Regions from separate parts of the Mus musculus genome. Here region 2 is linked to region 1. The links are chromatin contacts, called in public Hi-C maps. All regions are on one chromosome and are shown on one strand. Each heading gives the region's core, a stretch centred on a gene start, on an enhancer-like site or on the middle of the called end of the contact. The rest is flanking DNA. Distances are from core to core; before and after follow the strand shown.

Region 1 (5,077 bases), core at 481-2,980:
ACCTTTGTTTGTATTTCATTTTTATTCTTGAGCATTTTAAGGTTGGCTCTTGCTCAAGTGTTTCAAACAGATGCAAAGACAGCCTCTCGGTGTTTCGGATCCTAGTCTTCTCTTGTGAGAGTGTGCGCTCTCTCTCTCTCTCTCTCTCTCTCTCTCTCTCACACACACACACACACACACACACACACACACACACACACACACACAGACTCAAACACACACAGGCAGCCAGAGACTACAAGCCACTTCTAGGTCCTGCTTGATTATGATGCAAAGCAAAGGGCAGTGGCTGAGGACAGCTAGTGGACTTCTACCACCAGCACACTGCCCCAGCGCTCAGAGTTCTGTTTTCTTCACAGTCTCCCAAGAGAAAGGTTTGCCAAGAGCACTCTTTTAAAAATTATAACAGTTGCTATTACTGTAATGCAAAAGCAATATAACTGACTCAACAGAAATCAAGAGACCAGTGTCAGCTTCCGTGGTCCATGGATATTTTATCTTAACAGTGGGTTGAAGTTAAGTTTATGACCTCTTCATTTACACAAAAGAGTCCAATTTGCTTTTCCTACCCCTACCCTGGACCTTTAATGATCTAAATATATAGAATATCCAAGAAGGTATTCATAAATATCAGTGAACTGGGTTTAAAGAAATTATATATATATGTATATATAATTGTATGTATATATATATATACATATATATACATATATATATATACATACATATATATATGTATATATAATTGTATATATATATATATATATATATATATAACCAAGTTCAGGACCTGCACATTGTCTATTTAAGAGAAGATTTTTTTTTGAAAAGTCTCTACTGTTTCTTCTTCAGTTTTCTCCCCTTTAAATATTTATAATGTGTGAAAATCTCATGTTACTTAATGGACTGATTTGCCAGTTAAGTACTGAGTTAATGCTAACCACACAAATACCATTACGCTGGCTCGGAGCAGCACGGGGCTAGTTGCTAAATTGTCCTCTGAAGGAGAATTAATAAATGTACAATTTTGCCTCTAACTCTGCGCAGTAAAGGGTGACAGGGAGTTTCAAATATCTGTCAAACTGCAAATACATAAGAGGCACTCAGTAGTATAAATCATTTTGAATATTGTATTTTAAAACATCTTTCCTGGGGAAAATGGATCTGGGTAAAAGATGCATTTTAACAGTTCACTGAGCAATGGTGCCCAGCGCCTATTCTTAGCACCTGAAAGAGAAGTGACTGTCACCCAGCTGTTTTAGTGACAGTCACAGAGCTGCCTCAAAGGTAACACAGTAGTCGGAGAACAATTCCCCACTTACTGAATTAGGAGATCACCCTCCACACAAAAGGCACCAGACAGACACCATCACGCACCCACACGCACCAAACACCCAGGTCACTACGTTGATCCGCGTGCACACACGCTGCCCGGTCCACTCTCCCGCACACACGCACCCCCACGCCGAGTTGCAAAGGAAAGAAAAAAAAAAGAGGTACCTACTCTTCTTCGTAGTGCAGGGAAAAAGATTCAGGCAGGCAAAGTTCTACCGAATCCATGTGCGCCCGACAACCATTATTTGTGCACCCCACCTATAAATCAAAGTTTCCTTGACAGAGCCCGGTGCAATTAACACACGCGTTCTCCTGGTGACAGGCCCATAGGCACGGCCAGTTGGGACCGAGGCTCGCACACTCTCTCCTAATCAAGGACTTAAAGCCCCGATTGGAGCTTATTAATATGAAGTAGGGCTTTACATATGCAGTCCCACCGGCCCAGGAGCGCCTCTGATTGGGGGGCCGCTGCCCAATCAGGAGGGAGGCGACGCGAGCCGCCCGAGCCGCAGCCTGCAGGTAGGCAGGGCGAACGCCTGCCCGGAGCACGGTGGGCAAAGCTGCAGCCGGCTGCAAAAGCCCCAGCGATCCGCAGCTTCCCCCTTATTATTCTTTTAATTCCTACCCTCACACACCCCTGAGAAGCTTTTTTTTTTAAGGGAACGAAAGAAAGAAAGGGGAAAATATCAAGCGTAACTAACTTAACTCACTCTACGCTGAAGAGATTTATGGTTGGTTTTTCTAACCTCAGACCTATTTTGTTTTTGCAAAGAACTCATGCCAATTCGATAGATTTGGCCGAAGGATTCTGCGGAAGGTGGTGAAGGAAGTTTATCTGGCCTTATTCTGTGTACTGAGTTCTCAACCCCGGGGACGGCTGCGTTTTACTTATTTATTATTATTATTATTATTATTATTATTATTATTATTATTATTATTATTATATTATTGCTGCGTGTGTTCTACTGTCTCCTTAACTTCTACCAATACCTTTCCTTGCTGTGTCCTGATATAAAGAACATTTAAAAATAAAATACGACTTTCTTCGACATGGTTTCAGCCTAAGGACTGGTCGACCCCTCTGGGGTGGAAGTTAGCAACACAGAAGTACAGAAGAGTGCGCGGATACTGTTGGAGAGAGAGGGCCTGTGCTTCTGTGGGTAATTCATTCTCTCTCTCTCTCTCTCTCTCTCTCTCTCTCTCTCTCTCTCTCTCTCTCTCTCCTCTCTCTCTCTGATATATGAGGCACAGCCATTCACAACAAAGGTAAACAATTCAGGCTGCACTGTCTGCTTCGCTGCTTCACTTTCAGGTTTGGGCTGAAGACTGAGGGCAGGGACAGGGAGCGGCAACAAGAGCCTTGAATATCAGTGTACTTTGCGCAAAATCAACAGACATTTGTTTTTTTTTTGTTTTTTTTTTTTTGTTTTTTTGTGGCAAGAACATGAAGCAGTGCACTGAAAGTATCCTGAAGCATGTATCTATTTCAATACACGAGACATATTCATGTATGTGAATATTTATATTTATATTCATATTTACATGTGAATATAAACAAAACTATATGTAGATATGATTTTATCCAAAATATTTGGCACTGAGGTAAAGCACATCTTCTACACATAGCACATCTGGCTTGTTTTAAAAAATTAACTCAGGAATATTTTGTATATTGCCCCTCAGCCTGGCCTACAAGAAGCAGTTTCAGACAGATAATAATAGACAAAAATTATGGTGACTCAGTCAAAGGTGTAAGAAACAATGTAAGAGAAAAACACTATTTTTCCTGTTACAATAGTGTAGGGGCTGCTTCTAATTCTCATATAAAAAGGAATTTCTTGTGCTCTATTTTAAACTATAGGCGATATATATATATATATATATATACATATATATATATATATATATATATATATATATATATATATATATACTAGCAAATGCACATTTGAAAGAGATAGCAGCTATTTCTAGCAAAGAGTTATCTTCTACCTCCTGGGAAGTGGAAGACCCAGGCTGTTGACAGAATTCAGCTCTCTTGCTTACTAGCCTCCTGCATTTGAAGTCTTACCGGGTAGGAATAGGATCATCTCTGTGATCAAAATAAGACAGCTCTGATATTCAGTGTGTGTTAAATTCACCACATCAGAGCTTAACTCTCCCAACCCTCTCAGAGTTTCTAGGTCTTTAAGAAACAAAACACTAAAATAGAACGTCCACATTAAAATTCAGGATGTAAAAATGACAGGCACGATTTTGTCACACACACACCCCCTACACCATGTATTGAGCTATATCCAAGATAGGCATCTGATTCCTTCCATGTGTGTTTTAAATGTACACAAGCGTCTAGAACCAGGACTTACACAGAAGAAGAAGAAGAAAAAAGACTGTGCTTAAGAATACTGTATAAAAACAGGTAGTAAAAGCTTAATTGCCAGTAGCATTATGCTGTCTATATTGTTAAATGTGAACTCTGCAATTAAGATGTAAATTTGGTTGTGAGCACTGAATTAAAGGAGCTTTGATATGGAGAAGAAAATCCCAGCATTCAGCAGACACCCAGTTTAAAAAAAAGAAAAAAAGAAAGAAAGAAATTAAAAGACTTGCCTATTCAGTAGAAAATGAGACATGGAATCAGTTTACAAGTAAAGAAGTAAATAAAAAGATGTTTTGTGAGAAATATGTTCTCTTTTTTTCTAAAATGCAATCTGAGAAGTACAAAAGCATGCACTGCTTTACAAAGGCAAGCATCTCTCAAACACTGCTCTGAGTTTTTTACTAAATTAAAAATTTCAAGGCAATTGATAGATGTATATACCTATCATATATTTTATATATTCAACATTCCAACAGAAGTTTCATATTTTTGTCCCAGAATACTTACTTAAAATTTAAAATCATTCTGTCTACTTGACACATCTTAATATCCCAAAGAGTGTACCCCACTCTGCACTTGTACAGTGCCCTGTACTATATACTCAGTCTCATTGCATCACGCTGCTGTGACAGCTTTTATTGTGACTCCTTCGAAACGGCCCTTTAAAGACAAGGTTTGGAGTCAGTTATTCACCAGCGAGAAGTCACTACAAGGTCTAGAAGTAATCTTTGATTTCCCCAAATTTCCTAATTTGGGTAATTTATTTGCTGTCATTACAGACCATTTGATTTCTCTGCTGTGTATTTTGGACTCACATGCACGATGGACCAGTCTGTCCTCTGTGCCCACAGAGAACCATGCACAGATGTGCACAGTGTTCTTTTCTGATCCTTCCCTAACTACATCCTTGCTGAGCAACCAATGGATGCTAGGTAAGTGATCTGGCTTACACCCTGCCCAAGACCCTAAGGAGCCACTGGCAATCTTAAATCCAGTGCAACCAATTTAAAATAATACCCAATTGCAATAAACTTGCCAAAAAGCTTGCAGGAAAGTATACAAGCACATAGCTCAAGGCCTGTCAGGAAGCCCAACACAGGCACGGAGCTCTCTCATCTTGGAAGAGGCAGGGACAGGGAACTATTAATGACAAACATGCCACCTGTAAAGCTGAATTAAGCACCCAAGAATCTCAGAGAAGACTACAAGACACACCAGACATGGGAGAACAGAGAGCAAAGCCTAGATAAGCATGCACTGTTAATCTGTGTATACCCTTTACAATCTTACCACAAGGAGTCCACCCAAATCAGGAAGAAATTGAACCAAACACCAAGACCCCTGAGGACTGAATACACATAA
Region 2 (5,374 bases), core at 2,036-4,535, 730 kb before region 1:
GGCGGAGGGCAGGATCATTATCAATAAACTTCATGGCTTGACTTCTTGCCAGGGTCACCAGGTTCCTAACTTCCTTTTTCCCTTTGACTCGTCTCTCGATTGTAACGTTCTCAACCAAGAGATCCAGGTGTGCCGAGGGTTGCCAAGTTACTATGATTGATGTTGGAGTGTATGGGAACAACTGTGGGCTTGGGATGCCTTCTGGATTTCCTGGGAGTGTCCACACAGTCTCAGACGATGGTGACTTAGAGCACCCTTGGGAGGTGCAGGCTTCTACCTGGAAGTGATAGGCCTTGTAAGGATGCAGAGGGACCACAGTATAGTTAGTGACTCGTCCAGAGACTGTTAAGTAGAGACGGCCATGCAGGTAGATGTTATAATGGGTAATGGCCCCATTGCACTTTGCAGGCTGCCTCCAGATGACCGACAACATCCTAGCTTTCACATTGATAAGAATTGGAGCATCTATAGGTCCAGGCTCTAGAAAGAAGAACACAGCCAGGAAGTCATGGACTTACAAACTTCCCACAGACTCTCCACAATAAAACTCAAATGAACGAGTACTCAGTAGAGACAAGAGACAAACAGGTAAAGGGTAAGAAGACAGGCATGACTGTCCTACTCAACATGGGTAGTGAAATCCTTGCTGAATATTTCTAAGGTTGTTCTTTCTTTCCTAACAGAGATCCATCAAAATAATTTCTTTTGATTAAAGCAATTGCTGAAAAATATCATAAAGATTATTTTCATGTTTGTGTTTGGTCTTTAAAATCAAGGTGTTAGAAGAGAAATGTACAAGCTGACAGTTTAACAAAAGTTCTGGCTTTGGCCATGGTTTGCTCCCTGGTACCAATTACATCCAACAATGCTGTTCTAACAGCCCTGAGAGTTTGCAACCCAGAGAAACCCTCCAGCATCTTCATTACCCATTCCATATGATGCTGCTTCTGTTTATCATGCTAATCCATGTTTTGCGATTTATCTACTCCCTGTTAATATTATCGGTGATTTTTTTTTTCTGCGCCTGTGACAGAGCTGAGGATGATCTAGCTCCTTCACCTACAGATAAATAAACAATGCACAGATCTGACCTTTAGGTTAACAGGTTTTGCGACTGCTCCACTCAGCCCTCTAACTGATTCAATTATCATAAAGGTTCGGGAGGCCCCATGAATACTGAAAAAGGCCCACCATATGCCTGCAGAGGTGGCGGGGGGCAGCAAGCTCTCTGCAGCCCTCCAGAGAAATTCCTTAATTGTAAATAATTTCACCATGCGACACAATCAAGTCACCTTGAATGCGAATCCCCTCAGCCCGAGCTGGCAAAGTGTTATTTAAGCTTTACTGGGCTGCGTTAAATTCTGCAATTTGAAGGGCTGTTAAGTTTTTCAATTGAAATTTCATTTAAAATGCAGGTGCTTTTTATTATATTGCGGCTTTACTGCTCTCTAGGTACAAGCAGGAACATGGCGCAATAACACAAATCTGGCTCAATCACTGATCAGTAACAGCTGTAATTCCAGGACATTTAGCATTCTTATAAACCATGGCCTGAGATCTATAAATTGCTACAACAGATCAAAAAAAAAAAAAAAAAAAAAAAAAAAAAAAAAAAAAAAAAAAAAAACTATAGCCCTCTTTTCTGCCCACAGCAATTTTGACATTTATGAGATTTTTTTTTCTGTGAACATTAGATTTTATTGAAAATCTTTTAAAAAGATATAGTTGGATTTAGTAATTGTTTAAAACAGCATTGATTTGAGTGTGAATGTGTGATTCAGTGTCCCACCGAGGTCTATGTGTTAAAGCAGCCACAGACTTGTGAAGCCAGTGGCTGTGATAATAGCTAGTTAAAGGGTGTTTTCAAACAGAGTGGCCCACGTTTTAGTCACCAACTGGACTCATGGTACAATCCTAATTCGTCTTTTGAAGGGACCCGACATCAAACCATTTTTGTGACATTTGTGACAATTTGGTCACAAGTCCTTTGTGGAGAGAGAAATCCTGGTGTCCTAGTGATGTTGGTGCGGGAATTCCCCAGGCTGCTCTGTTGTTGCCTTCTATTTGAAAGCCATCTGAATGCCTCGGTGACATTTCTTCTCACCTCTCCAGTACACAGGTACCGAAGCAATTATCATACCAACATGGGGATAAGGCTCTTTCTTAGCCAGGCATGTCATGTACAGTTAGCTATTTCCCAGAGAAGAGTAAGTGAGACTCTCGCAAACTATGAATATTGTTTTGCAATCTTAAAAAAAAAATTCCTCTGATATGGGAGCTTGTAAGATCGATGGTGGAGATTCAAGCCTTCAGTCTAACCCTATCTCGCCCCCTCTCCCCAGTGAAGAATCAGATACACTTAAAAATCGGAATGTTTCTGAGCAGGTTTTCATCAGGGTCTCACATAATTATTCCCTCCTCTGTGAGCTATCAAGCCATGAGCTTCTTCAGGGAAAAGTACCAACAAGGATGTAGTTTGTTCTCTGTGATGAGAATAAAGCCTTTTATTTCTCTGGAAGATGCTGATGTGCGATAGGTAAAACATCCATGATAATGAGCCCAACTCGCACTTCAAACTCCCACAGAACACAGCCCTTCCTTAAAGACCTCTTATCTTGGGAAGAGGGGACATTCAATTTCAATTTCATGATCCCCGCTCCCCAAAGCCTGCATACATTTTATTAGCGTCTCTCTTGGGGAGGCTGAGTACAGTCCCTGCTTCCACTGCAGAAGGGTCCTTTAAAGCAGCTTGGAGAGAAACAGACTTGGCTTAATTAGCTCCTTTGGCTAGGGAAGTGTTAAAACCTGACTTCTGGCACTCTTTCAATTTCGTGCTTTAAAATGATAAGCAGGATCATCTAATTCTATATACAAATCAACTGTCCTGCTACTGCTCCGTTGAAAGGGTCACCACAATTATGTAAAACATGAGTAATAACTGTAATTGGGGTAGTTGGCTAATACAATAAAAAGCCGTGAACACGGCGAGAGTTACGCTCACCGCAGTAGCTATCACTTTCTAAAGTAAGAATTCATGGGTGAAGTGACATGAAAAAGATGGTTATAAAATTTTAATGGAATGATAAAAGGCAAAAGTCAGCCTCTCAGCTGAATTCGTAAAATCCTTATACATCACAATCAGACCCTTAACTGTAAAATCAATGTGGAATATAACACGTTGTCAATGCCGCTGTCACTCGAGGGGAGATGAGGAAATCTGACAGGCTCACAGCTCAGCTACCCAGTGATGAAGATACAAGGGAGCAGCTCTCTCCAGCGGGCGTAATTGTTTAGAGAGCATCCCCCCCTGGAGCCAGGGACAGGAGCCTCCTCTCTGGTCAAATCACAGACTCCTGGTTCCGATGAGCTCGTCTTGGCATTAATAACTGAAAGCAGTCTTATTTTGGCAAGTTACATGATCTTAGTGGGAAACTGCTTGGCTCACTGGCCAGGTTCTGCCCCAGCCTAACAGAAAGTCATGACCTTGTTAAGAAAGGGGCATGGGTCTTTTCACAATAATCTCGGGGGTGTGTGATGGAGGGGTGTGTGTGCATAGGTCCAACACTATCAATGGCTCCCGACTTGAGGGTGCACACGGTCTTCAGTGGTTTAGGATGAGAAGGCTTGTACACTTGTTTGCTATGGAGTTCGCAACGATGGCCGCGGTTTTCCTGTTACATTCTCAAATGCCCTCAAGCTAATATTTTAGCATTCTCATAGAGAGAACCACACTGAGTTTAAAAACTCTTTCCAGTAAAATTAACTCCTAAGTGAATAACCCCTAAATTTGCCAGTGAATTAAAAACCATGGGGGTCGTATACAGATGGCCCTTAGACAAATATACATCACACACCAGTTGTTAAGATAGCCACAATATTCACCAGCAATGTGTTAGCTAGAATGGCAGCCTCTGTCTCCTCTTTAATCATGAATTCTTTCATCAATTTATTATTTATACCCAACAACTTCCTCCAAAGAATTTTTGACAGCTATAATGAAAGAGCCAAGTGCAGGAAGACCAATAGAATAAAGAGAAAGAAATACTCATGTTGCAATAATGTAGCTGGTATCACGTCTGTACCCCTAAAACAAATACGCAAAACTCGAGCTGCAGACTTGCACATGGTCCACTCTCAGCTTTCTGACAAGTGACTCGGGTGGGGAACTCCAGCAGGAGGTTCCTCGAGCTAATGAAGGAGCAGCAGCCTTCTAGCTACCATTGGGAGTAGAAAGGGCTGTGCTGTAGAGTCTGCAGGGAAGAAAGCAACTCCCGAGGACCTTCCGTTCCTCGTTCTCCTGAGACTAGGCTGCGTGGAGGTCAGGAGGGATGGCTGGCTATCTAGAACAGGGGCATAGGATGAGGTGAACAGCAGCGAGTGCTTCCATGGACAATCTTGGATTGCAGAGAAAATGTGCTTTGCTGACATGAGAAAGGCCCATGCTGTAGATATCTGTCAGAAAGGCAGCTATCCATGTAGACTCGGCTGTACCTGGGTTAACACAGGCAGCTCTGCTCATAGGGCTCTTTCCTGACACTCCTGCCTACCCCCGACGTACACTGGCTGCTCTTCTAGACCATGCCCATCTTTTATAGGCTCTTATTTAATCAACCTTGGAAAGGTATTATTTTGGGGAGGATTATGATTAGAATGAGATAGCATTACTATAAGAATCTACATAGGGTTTTAGTATTCTAGAATGTTCCAGATAGTGCATGTAACAATCTATTTAAAATGATTACACAAACACCCACCTTTGTTTATGGTCAGCAGTTCTCAGGCGCTTGAACTCTCTAAGAAGATTGGAGAAAGTTTAACCCTGGCTGTTTAAGCCCTGTATGTGGTAGTTACCAAATTATCATCTTACAATGTCCACTGAGAACTTCCAAACATGAATAGTCTGTTTTTTTTTTTTCAGAACAAAAATGCTTATTAAAAATATTTTGAGAACATTTCAAATATAGCATAATTTAAATGCCAGAATAAACATAAAGTTACTGCCAGGTGTCTGATATAGAATGGGCTCTCAGTAAAGATGAACCCATAGCAATAGGGCAAGTGTGATAAAAATTACTTATTAATTTATTAAACTAAGAAAGGCTGGACGGGGTGGATTTCTTGTTACTTCTATATGTGGTTTTTATCTGATTATTGCGATTGGAGATCAAGTTTGCAAGAGAAGAGCTGCTTTATGTGCTCAAAGGGGATTTAAGAGCTCAGGGTGGGAGACTGAGGCCAGGTGAATGCAATTTTCCATTCATCCTTTAAAAAGATTTTGTTGCTCACATAGCTAGAACAGACTCATCCAATGTTAAGATTATAAAAGAAGAATTAAGAAATAACAATAAAATACGTGCCCTTATTAATTTTGGAA

The links. Hi-C and Micro-C count contacts between places; a contact is called where the count stands out from the background.
Region 2: a contact with region 1 is called in a Hi-C map of cerebellum, with 2.1 times the contacts expected there. The contact joins the enhancer-like site here to the promoter of Esrrg in region 1. A contact is called at or near these places in 4 of 484 Hi-C or Micro-C datasets (cerebellar granule neurons, cerebellum, cortical neurons and 1 more) and 1 of 115 datasets of contacts at active chromatin or transcription factors (embryonic hindbrain).

Annotation. Positions count from the first base shown.
Region 1 is chr1:187,994,480-187,999,556 of GRCm38.p6, reverse strand. It overlaps Esrrg (estrogen-related receptor gamma), which reads right to left and starts at 1,730. Exons shown (of 7, transcript NM_011935.3): 1 at 1,505-1,730. The coding sequence starts at 1,560.
Region 2 is chr1:188,723,217-188,728,590 of GRCm38.p6, reverse strand. Ush2a (usherin) reads right to left here. Exons shown (of 71, transcript NM_021408.3): 40 at 1-480. Among named protein-coding and RNA genes, the nearest start is that of Gm25269, 35 kb to the left of the region's middle. Within about 2 kb of position 3,285, at least 2 of the 459 cell types and tissues checked have an H3K27ac peak or open chromatin away from gene starts, as enhancers often do. A contact at or near this core is called in cerebellum, where this site is marked.